4 separate regions of the Mus musculus genome follow, and regions 1, 2 and 3 are each linked to region 4. The links are chromatin contacts, called in public Hi-C maps. All regions are on one chromosome and are shown on one strand. The core of a region is the stretch at or near the end of the contact, and the rest is flanking DNA. Distances in the headings are between cores, read along the strand shown.

Region 1 (2,700 bases), core at 190-2,689, 580 kb before region 4:
TATCTAGTAAAATAAAGGCTATATGTGGTGCCTTGCTGCTTCAATTTGACATCTAGTGCTAATGGTAAGGATTCTGTCCCCTAAGGGTAGCTGGAACAAATGCTACACACATCAAAAAGACAAAAATTAATTGCCTTTGTGGGACAAGTTTTCATGTTTGAAGTACTGAATATTCGTGGGAATAGAATTGCTGTGGGTGTTTTAAAAGATCCAGTCATTATTGTGCTGGGGATTTTCATTCTTTATCAACATCAGATAAAAGGCAAGCCTTTAGAGTCTCTCCAAATGTTCTGATCTTCTTTACTCTACACTTTTAGGAAAGACTATTCCCATTACATAGAAGGAAAGATGTTTGGCTTTTGATAGGAAATTGCGTTGTGTTCTGGATGGCACTGGAGCATTGGTGCACATCTGTCTCCTCAGCTGTCCAAAACTCGAGAACTGTAGTCTGGAAATTCAGTTAACTATAAGTGTTCAGTTTGAAAAATGCTCTTTAACTAGAATTTAATGCCAAGAAATGATGGCAGTAATTGAGTTTGAATCTGTTTTAAGCTGATGAGGCAGAGGTGCTACAGGAGAGGCTCACATTTAAAGAAAGCAGCTTTGCTATGCCCTGGTACCAATATGCCTGGTCGTTGTTACCTGTGAGGGTCAGCAGAGTTTAGACAAAAATCATGATTTTATATTTTCTAGAAAATTTTAAAGTAATTATTACTGCAACTAAAATAACAGTTAATTAAGAAATAATATTGGTTTCAAGAACAGCTCCTGCTGTTTTTGTTGTTGACAAAGTCCTTTCACTGTTGATTCCCTTATACATGTTAAATGCTATGAAACAGATGATTTGAGAGCTCTTGTAAGCCTCAGAATGGCTGTTTGAAAGTTCATGTTGAGAGACTCTTTCAATCTCAATGAGGCTTACTTCCAAGTTTCAAGTTATATATATATATTCTTTTTTTTTCTTCATTTTGGAGCAGATGCCCTTTGTAGTCCTTTATGGTTTCTTTTACCTTTTCTACTGAGATCAAGTTTAGCAATACAAAACATTGTGTTAACCCAAGGACATCATGCTCAAATGCTACCCAATCTTTGTATAATGGGCAGAGTGATATTCCATAGACCTGCAAAGCACATTGTTAGAACCTGTAACCAATGGAAAGGGATATCATAATTATAACACTTTTACAAAATGAGTTTTTTTTCTAATTTTTCACCAGCGAACTAATTGTCTTGAATGTAAATTTGTATTGTAAATTCTTCTCTGCATGCACATCACTTCAGTCACTGAAGTGATTATATGTCATAGATAGTTCTAGGCAACTACTACCTCAAATGGAGATACAAAGTGAGACTCCAGAAAGAGGCCTTTCGATCTCCAAGTCCCTATATCTTCAAAGCATTATTTCTAAGGAGAAGTGTTCTACATATTCTTTTCTGTATATGAATACACTGTAGCTGTCCTCAGACACACCAGAAGAGGGAATCAGATCTCATTAAAGATGGTTGTGAGCCATCATGTGGTTGCTGGGAATTGAATTCAGGACTTCTGGAAGAACAATCAGTGGTCCAGTGGCTCTTAACCACTGAGCCATCTGTCCAGCCTGTTTTATATATTCTTTACGTAAAATCTTGCAATTAGTATGTTCTTAACATGTAGTTACAAATTGGAAAATCTAATCTGTATTCAAATGTACTGTGTGGCTAATGGTTTAGTCAGTGAGGGAGGGTGGAAAGAAGGGGTTTCAGAGTGAAGTGAAGGACATTAGATGGCAATGGAGGTGCCCAAAAGAAAAGAGAATAATAAAATAAATGATAATAGAGTTCTAAACTGAGTCCTATGTGTAAACTGTCAAGATGTCAGACATTGAAGAAATTTTCAGTGGCATAAGTTTAAAATGGCTTATTTCAATACTTGAAATTCAGGTTAGAATTATTTAAAAATCTCTGCTCAATAGTCAATACTAAGTTTAAGAAAGTAGTTCGTGGTGCACACAACTGAGATCTGCTTTATTCTCTGACTCTTTAAATCCTTCTTTCCTTGCTTCGGATAAGCTGTCACTCCTGTATCTCTCTACCAGTGGCAAAAATGTCACAGAATTGATTTGTGACACATGATCACAATCTGTAATAAGAACACTTTATAAATTCAAAGGCCAGGCCAAAAGTAAGTGAAGAGGAGAACTGTAAACCACATACTTGTATTTTTTTACACGATTAACAGTAAAAGGGTCAGCACATTAAGTTGGCTACATATATTGCTGTATACAGAAAACCCAGTTTTCAGCCTCAAGGCGTAAAGCACACATGGTAACTACACCACATCCAAGGAGGAGATAAGTGGAGGCTGTACCACATTCGTATGGATACTTAACAATGTGCCAATTCATTATCTTAATTTGGATGGATTTCTTTCTGGATGAAAGTGTTTGCCTGTAAGTCACGCAAATCTAGGAGAAAAATGGGAAGGCAAAGAAAAGATGTTTTCCTTTTAAAGAAAAAATTTTCTAAGTGTTTTAACTAATGAATATGCAAGAAGATATTCCATTCACTTCTAAATTTGATTTGATTCTGCTATATGCTTTTAAAATAAAGGTGTCATTGTGTGTTAAACAGTTAATGTACACATTCTTTATGCATACCTTTTTATATTATTTTGCTCTACTTTGCATGTTGTTGGCAGATCCTGGGTTGTTGAAAATG
Region 2 (2,826 bases), core at 134-2,633, 680 kb after region 4:
GTGGCCCCTGCATGGGGGCATCTAGCAGGATTGCTACCAAGAAAGAAAATAAATTCTAGGTACATTTGCCCTAAGGTGATGGTGGTCTTACCTGCAGAAAATGGAAACAAACAGACTCGAAACTCTATGAGAAAGGTATCAGAAGGGTGTTCCTCTGAGTTAAAAACAAACCAGTGAATGAGTCTGTGTCCTTCCTGTCTTCTCTGCCTGTCACACACTCAAGCAGCAGTTCTTACAAAGGGTTCCTCACAGCTCCTCGTACGGGTAGGATAGGTTTCCTTTCCCACCAGAGTTTCTCAGCTAAGGAAACCAAAATCTGTGGCGTGGCCCCTGGGTAAGATGGATATCTATACAAAGTCAAAAATGATTATTTTAACAAGGAAACTCAAGTTATGTTTTTAATTTATAAATGCCTTCTATAATATTTGTTCTCTTGGCATTTTCTTTAAAAAGAAAACCAAGCAGCTTCTCATACTTCATCAGTTTAACACTGGAGCTCACGGCTCACGGCTGCCCAAACGCTACTTTAATCGGTTCCTGTCTCTTTAAAAAGCCTGCATAATTAATGACACTTTTAGTGCCATTCAAATAAATAAAAACCAGTATGGGTATATTCCACATGACAAGCTTATAGCTTTAAAAATCATTAAGAACTTGGCAATAATATTTTCAGCGAATTTTACTATTGCCTATCGATCCTAATGCACTTGACTTATCTGTAGAGATAAAACTTATCTTGACCTTGCTGAATACAAACAGCCCAGACTAAAACCTGTGATAGCCTCTGTGGGCGAAAAGGCAGCGATAACCATTACAAGACAATACAGGCAAGTCCCCACATTCAATACAAATGCTCCAACAAAAGGAAATTTTGCTTTATTTCCTCTTTGGTTATAAGAAATAAGAAAGCAATGGTTTTATGCCTTCAGATAAACAACATTCAGTTATTTTTTTTTCTAACCTACCTAGTATATTTTAAACAAACAGCAAAGCCTCTGTCTTAAGAAGTCCCATGAAGTACAAAGGAGCAGGGGACCAACAGGGAAGAAACTGAATGTCTTCCTTTGGGGACAGCTATAACATCAGAAAAACTCTGTGAAAAACAGCAGAATCCTTCCTTACCATAGCCTGAAATTTTCAGCTTTCACTTTAGTTAAACTCAAATATCCTGAAATGACACCTCCAGTGACTGAGGCCTGAAAGATAGTTCCAAGTGTTTCCCTTTATGTTATGATAGTGCCCTTACACAGGCTCACTCTTCTCAAATGTTAACACAGTGTTTTGTTTTGTTTTTTAAAATCAGATTGTAAAGAGCTAAATCCGAGTGGAATGGCCCAGCCTACTTCCCAAGCCTGCACAGCAGGCAGGCGGCTGGGTGCAGAGGGAGCTCACATGAACCCACTTTCACTTCTAGGCGCCTCTCTGCAGACAGAGCTACCTGTGCCACCTCTGGCCTTGTAACTAAAGTACTTCATGAAGTTAAAGAAAATTCTCAGGAAAATGCTGATTCCTTCATTCTACAAGGCTACTCATAGTGCTAAGATTTCTGATTCTCAACTAAATTTCTCTTGCAACTTTAAAGCACAAAATGAAATAATTTCAAAATATTAGTCATAAAGTTTCAGTTCCAAAACTGAGAAAAGACGTTATAGTTTGGCCTTGAAATCAATTTCTTTGATTTTAGACTACTTGGGGAGGCAAACCATAAAGCTTACGAAGTGTGGCCGGCCGGCCCGGGCGCTTGAACTCCAGGCTGGGACTCTCTAGTCTCACTGCCCTCCAGAGCCTGCAGAGGCCAGGCCATGAGTACACATTTAGTCACTCCAAATGACATTTATGAGAGTTAAGCAAGAGAGGCAGTTTCAGCCACCTTTCCACATCACTCTTTAGTGGTTTGATAACTGTATCGATGGCATATGATTTTAAGGAAGCACGAAAGGAAAAGTTATTAGCAAACTTGCTAAGGTGATCAGTAGCTTGCATCAGCAGAGCACTAGCACAGAATTAGCGGTCCTGCTACTACGCCAGGCACCCGAACACTCCTCTTGACCATGGCATATTAACTCCACTGGAACCAAGAATTTTAAACGTTCCCTACTGGATAATTAGCTCGTAGGGCCTAAATGAAACCTAAAGTAATTTTTATACATTTCCATCTCCAGCATTGCTTAGTGTAGAGAAAAAGCAACACAACTTCCTATATTTTAATAGAGGGCAGTTTAGGCACTTAGCTATAGATGGAACACAGACTTAAAAAAATGCCATCCACAAACAAACTCTGCCACAAAGAATACGGCTCAACTGCTAATTATACAGAGAACGGATTTTAATTACATAGAGAATATTGCTTTTAAAAACACTGCAAATTGCAAAGGCAGACAAGGAGTTAGGGAAGCAATACATTTCTCTTGCGTTACAACAGTGCCCTCTACTGGCAGTTATAGAACCCTGCAGACATAAAGTATGACATTTTTATAGGGGGGAAAGGCCAGGAAGAACAGAAATCTTAGCACTATGAGTAGCCTTGTAGAATGAAGGAAGCAGCATTTTCTGAGAATTTTCTTTAACTTCATGAAGTACTTTAGTTACAAGGCCAGAGGTGGCACAGGTAGCTCTGTCTGCAGAGAGGCGCCTAGAAGTGAAAGTGGGTTCTTGTGAGCTCCCTCTGCACCCAGCCGCCTGCTTGCTGTGCAGGCTTGGGAAGCAGGCTGGGCCATTCCACTCGGATTTAGCTCTTTACTCTGATTTTCTTTTAAAAAAAAAAAAAAAGGCCAGGAAATTGTGCTGCTTTTAATGTAAATGATGAAATCCAACTTGTGTCACGTT
Region 3 (2,700 bases), core at 70-2,569, 640 kb before region 4:
TTTAAGTTAATTCTATATCTTAGATATTGAGACTGATATTGTAATATGTTTAAATTGTAGATGTTTCTTCTACAAACCAACATTGGTTAATAACCATGAGTTCCCTGAGCATTTCCAACCTGATTATGAAGGCAATTTTAGATAAAATTTTCAAGAATGTCTTGAACCCTGATAGCGTTGCAAGAATAAATGAATTGTTTGTTGATTCTGTTCTATATTTTTTATAAATTTATAAGCTTATTATATCATTATTGACATACGTGTGTTTCCATGGAGCTATGTGCATGTTTATGTATATAAATGTCTATTAGCTTATTTAGAAACATGAGTTTTTTCACCTTCTTTATCAGAATTCTTCCGTGTTGAAACAGAATATGATTAAATGTTAAAAGAGAAAACAAATAAAGAAATATAGATATATTGATGCTACTAACTAATTTTAAACTTAAAGGCATTGGTATTATGGCTTCATATAGTTTCTCATATTTTGTGTACAAACAGAAGAAGGTAATGCATGACAACTCTGAGCAAACCTGCTTTGCCTATGCCCTACTACCTCTCTGATGGTCCAAATATGCTCTCTCATTTCTATACCATCTTTTTGTCCATTGAGCATCTCAGATACTTATTAGCTTGGCTCATATTTGCATTTTATATCTTAACTGTATTCCCTTCAGCTCTACCCCATTACAACTTAGGGTGACTGTGCCATCTTCATGAGAACTGAGGAAGTCTGGTTCTCCTAAGATTGTCTCTACAATTTATAAGCTTTCCCCTTCTAAAACACTCACCACACATGCATTGGCATACTTTCCTCTCACCTACACTTCGGCATCAACCAGTTTTGTTCCCATTTTACTGGTGATATGGATAAACACTCAGCAAGGAAAAATTAATTGCTCAGTCAGCAATGAGTTGATGAGAGCTGAGCCCAGGCATTTTTGGCTCCAATTACCATACGAGTCTTAATGGCATTGTGTTGGCATTGGTAAGCTTGAAGAAAGTGAGCCTAGCAAGCAGGCTTCCTGTTCAGTGACTAGAACAGGGTCAAGGTGACTGGGTGAGCTTTAGGAGGTTGAAGGTGACATCTTATAATGAAGATTAAATTCTTTTGAAGTATAAAAAAAAAACCTTTAAATTCCATAAAGCTGCTACATTTGAATAGTAATGAGGTAAGTATCTGATTGATGTGACAATCTATAGATTGCTTATATTTTATGAAATTATTTTATTTAGTTTTTAAAGATTGTAATTGCAAGAGGGGGCCTGGTTAATAGTAACAAATCCCTAACAATATGACTTATTCTTAACTAGTGATGGGCAAAAGCTTTGGTAGTGGGGATTTGGACACCTCCTCAGATTAAAGCTGAAGCCATATGATTATCACAACTTTCAAGTGTCATGTGAAAACTGAGTATAAATACTCGCATGGCATCAGATCAGGCACCTTCAACATTTATGGGCTCATCCCTTTCCTAGCCTGAAAGCTACTGACACCCATCAGCTCAACTCAATCTCAAGAGCACATGAGTAGTAATTAACTTAAGGAGTATACAAAGCCACTGACAACAAGCATTGCCTCAAGATGCCAGCACTGAATGGAAGCTGACATCTACAGAAGTGGTCTGGGACTAATCAAAGACTTTATCAGTAGCCTGCTATCACAATTTAGCAATGTGGGCAGTGTATTGAGACTTAAATGATGTAATAATTGTGTCTCACTAGGAAATAAAAGGGCAACTGTTTAGACTGAGTCAATGAGGAACCAGCCTCATTTCTTTTCTGCCTTACACCAACTTTTAAAACATTATTTATTTCAAGCCTGAAGTGGGCTCAGAAGAGTGGTGTTATTGTTAAAACAAATTCTCGTTAGAAACCAAAACTACCTCAAAGGACAAGAAGTAAATAAGCATGGAACTGATGCTTTGATCCTGTACAGAATTTTAATATCTGTTTGAAACAGTTTGGAAACTTCTAGAAAGGTACCAACTAACTGCAGCAGTCATTGATATTGACAAAGGTAGACATGATAAAGATTGGAGAGTCAACAAATGTTGATGGCCCCATAAAACCTGGGAGGGTGGGCCAAATGGAACAAAAGGGACTCTGCTGGGATCCCAGCTGAAGTTTGCTTTCGTCATTTCATTTTTTTTTCTTTGAGAGTAGGAAAGTCAAATATAGTCCTATTTGAATAAGAAATTCAATTCTGATTTTAAAACGAGAGTGTCAGAGTTATTTAACATGTGACTTGCCTACCTTTGATATCTCAGGGTCAGGAATGATATTTTATTTGCTTGTGTCACCTTTACCCATCACAGAATTTGCCCTAGGATTGCTAGTAAACAAAATTGTATGCAATAAATAAATCTCTTCCATTTGTTATCAATGGGAAATATAGTTGTGTTTTGGTTCTCAGAAAGGGGCAAATCTTGTATATTATATTCAATTATTGGGTTGCATTAGTGGCAAAAATTAAAACAGTCATTTAAAATATGGTTTTCTGGGATCAAGCCCAACTATACCTACTGATCAACTACAGAAACTTTACTTTAGCATTATTTTGTGCTTTAAATTACTGTTTAAGAGTGTTGTTGGTGTTCGAAGTCCTCTTACCTCAGGATATTATCAGAAAGATTACCAAGGGCAAAGGGTACCTGGTAGCTTTCCTAGCTCCTAAAGCGTAATCATGGCTTGTATTAT
Region 4 (2,704 bases), core at 88-2,587:
CATTATCAAAGTGGTCCAAGGCTCATGGAGGAACTGACAATAAACAAAGCTTTAGAAGAGCATCTAAGGGCACAATCTAAATTGTTACTGGGCAGAAGGAATATTTTGGGAGCATCCTGCAGAGGTGATAGCATCTGAGAAGACAGGCAAAGGGAAGAGAGGTGGGTGTTAAAATGAGAAATGGAGATGGGGAGAATCTTGCTACCATGGAGGGGGGATATCAAGAGTAGTCTTGAGGGTGCTCCAGAGCACGGCTCATTAAATTTTTGCCAGTAATCGGCCTCAAGTCAGACAGGGTGGAGAGAGTGTGAAGTCAAGCTGGGTGGAGATGGTGAGATTCAACTCCAGATGCTGGAGTGGTAAGGAGCAGTTAGACCAGGAAGAACATGCCCTGGGCCTGGCAGAGATAGTATCATGGCCTGGAGACACAAAAAGCCACTCAGTAATCCCCAGGAGGGATGGAACATCCTTGGCTTTGAAGCTGGGTGAGATCACGTTAACTGAATTGAAGTCCTCTCTGATACACATCATCTGTCACTTAGTGGATTCTGAAAAGTGACACTGTATGTATTCAATCACTTACCACCTATTGACTGGAATAACACACTCCTTAGGGAGTGGCTTTCACTGAGTTTTTTCCTGACTGATAGACTGTGGATATTTTCTAAAACACCATATGTTATGTTTCTGGTTTTCTAGTCACCCATAAGAGCAGTGGAAGGAACTGTGAATTCAACAACTAACCATGTGAGAGACAACCCATCACTATTCACAGGCTCCAAACACACTCAGGACTCAAGGCTCCGGAGGTTCTTTTTCCTCATCAGTCCATCATTGTGAGGCCGTGCTCCTCAGATAGGCACATCAAATACTTAACTCTTCTCAGGAACAAGTAACAGGTCATTGGCCACCCTCATTACCCATTATTTGGAACCTTAAAATGGCCACCTTCCTTCTGTCCGTCACAGAAGTACCACAGCCTGAGGTGTAGGCTACAAGCAGGACATACCCACATTGAACCTAGAGTTCAAAAGCTTCTCTTAGATCCTTTCGCCATGCTGCAAAGCATTGACTTCGGTGACAATAAAAGAGAAGTGGCTTCACATCTGATGTTTGAGCAAACTGGATCTGAGCAGGAAAGCACTGTAGTGCCAGTCAGGAAGAAGTGTGATGACATCATTTGTTTTATCTGATAAGGTTTTAAGGACATGGACTTGCACAACAGAGCATCTTAGTTCTTTGGAAAACATTTTGGAATCACCAATTAGCCTGGGAATATTAGTCATCACTGACTAATAATCACCCCGAAAGAGACAAATGCTCTGGCTATAGATGAGTCAGCAGGCTGGGTAACAGACAAGCAGGAAAGCCACCTGGCTCTCTCACCTCCTTTGCTACAAGCCTCTCCTAGATGAGGAACATGCTGGTATACATAGACCCAAACTCTCAGGATCCCACCCATCATTCAGGGTCCCACCAATCACTCAGGATCCTACCAATCTCTCAGTATCCCCACTCATTTATGACCTAGGAAGTTTGTTTTTGCAATATACCTAGATTATGAAATCTACCTTATTATAGCAGCAACTATAATACTATTGTGAAAATTCGTATTTTCTTGTCTCTATTTTGTCTACTTTTGCTGTGGCTAGTATGTAAGACTATAATCCTCTGGATTTTGAAAAAGTCTATAGTGTGCCTTACATAATTATAATTTATAAAGTTTAAAATATTTAATAACTATCATGAATATTTATGCCACAATATACTTGTAAATGTAACAGTAGAGTTGCCAGGTTGATAGCTCAGTGTATAAAGTGCCAGTCACAAAAATACAAGGACCTGAGTTTGATCCCCAAAAAACACAGACAGTGACAGCTGAAGCTGTTCTGTAGCCTACACACACACACACACACACACACACACACACACACACACACACACAGTGACTGATGTAGGGCATATGCTTGTGATCCCAGCATTTGAGATACTGAGGCAGGAAGACTGAAATCCTGACCTAGTCTCAAGCATCAAAGCAAAACCAATCGCACCTCACACACTTTTAAAATTGTGTTTATTGTCTGTTTATTACTGCTTTCTGTGCTGTCACCAAGAATGATAATAACTGTACTCATGCTACCAATAGGAATAATATTTGTTGGATGACTTCAGTGACCCTAAAACAAGTGAATCTTTACAGTTATGCTAGTCAATCTTGCCAACAACTCTTTGTAGCTAGTAATATTAGCTACAGGTTCCCAGTGGGAAAACTACAATGTAATGAAATTCAATATCTTGTAAGCGGTCATAGGGTTCAAAAGTAGTAGAGCCACAAACTCACTAAGTCTATGCTCCGTTGCCTTTACCGTTATGCTATGCCACAATTAATGCACAAATATAGGAAATATATGCACTTAACTTCAAGAAAATTCTAGATATGGTGAGAAAAACATACACACGTAAATTATGAAATAGCAATGTGGAAATCACATGACTTGCTGAGGAACTGGTGGTGAAATCATTAGAGTGTCAGTTTCACCAACTGTAGAAGTTCCAGGTAAGTGAAAAAAATTCACATCGGAAAAACAAAACACAAAACAAGGAAACAAAAGCTAAGGTGGATGGGCTACCTGTGGAACATCTGTGCTTGATCTCTGGCTTTCATATGCACACACATATGAGCACATGTGCCTGCACACAAATA

What was found. A called contact is a pair of places that touch in the nucleus more often than the background predicts.
Region 1: a Hi-C map of the N1E-115 cell line shows a contact between it and region 4, with 3 times the contacts expected there. The contact joins two enhancer-like sites.
Region 2: a Hi-C map of the N1E-115 cell line shows a contact between it and region 4, with 4 times the contacts expected there. The contact joins two enhancer-like sites. A contact is called at or near these places in 2 of 484 Hi-C or Micro-C datasets (the N1E-115 cell line and myocytes) and 1 of 115 datasets of contacts at active chromatin or transcription factors (astrocytes).
Region 3: a contact with region 4 is called in a Hi-C map of the N1E-115 cell line, with 7 times the contacts expected there. The contact joins two enhancer-like sites. A contact is called at or near these places in 2 of 484 Hi-C or Micro-C datasets (the N1E-115 cell line and embryonic stem cells).

The regions. Positions count from the first base shown.
Region 1 is chr2:8,750,197-8,752,896 of GRCm38.p6, forward strand. No RefSeq gene overlaps it. Among named protein-coding and RNA genes, the nearest start is that of Gm30957, 200 kb to the right of the region's middle. Within about 2 kb of position 1,440, at least 1 of the 459 cell types and tissues checked has an H3K27ac peak or open chromatin away from gene starts, as enhancers often do. A contact at or near this core is called in the N1E-115 cell line, where this site is marked.
Region 2 is chr2:10,008,053-10,010,878 of GRCm38.p6, forward strand. The region is part of intron 2 of Taf3 (TATA-box binding protein associated factor 3); the gene reads right to left. Among named protein-coding and RNA genes, the nearest start is that of Taf3, 39 kb to the right of the region's middle. Within about 2 kb of position 1,384, at least 26 of the 459 cell types and tissues checked have an H3K27ac peak or open chromatin away from gene starts, as enhancers often do. A contact at or near this core is called in the N1E-115 cell line, where this site is marked.
Region 3 is chr2:8,684,167-8,686,866 of GRCm38.p6, forward strand. No RefSeq gene overlaps it. Among named protein-coding and RNA genes, the nearest start is that of Gm30957, 260 kb to the right of the region's middle. Within about 2 kb of position 1,320, at least 1 of the 459 cell types and tissues checked has an H3K27ac peak or open chromatin away from gene starts, as enhancers often do. A contact at or near this core is called in the N1E-115 cell line, where this site is marked.
Region 4 is chr2:9,327,339-9,330,042 of GRCm38.p6, forward strand. No RefSeq gene overlaps it. Among named protein-coding and RNA genes, the nearest start is that of Gm13219, 24 kb to the right of the region's middle. Within about 2 kb of position 1,338, at least 6 of the 459 cell types and tissues checked have an H3K27ac peak or open chromatin away from gene starts, as enhancers often do. A contact at or near this core is called in the N1E-115 cell line, where this site is marked.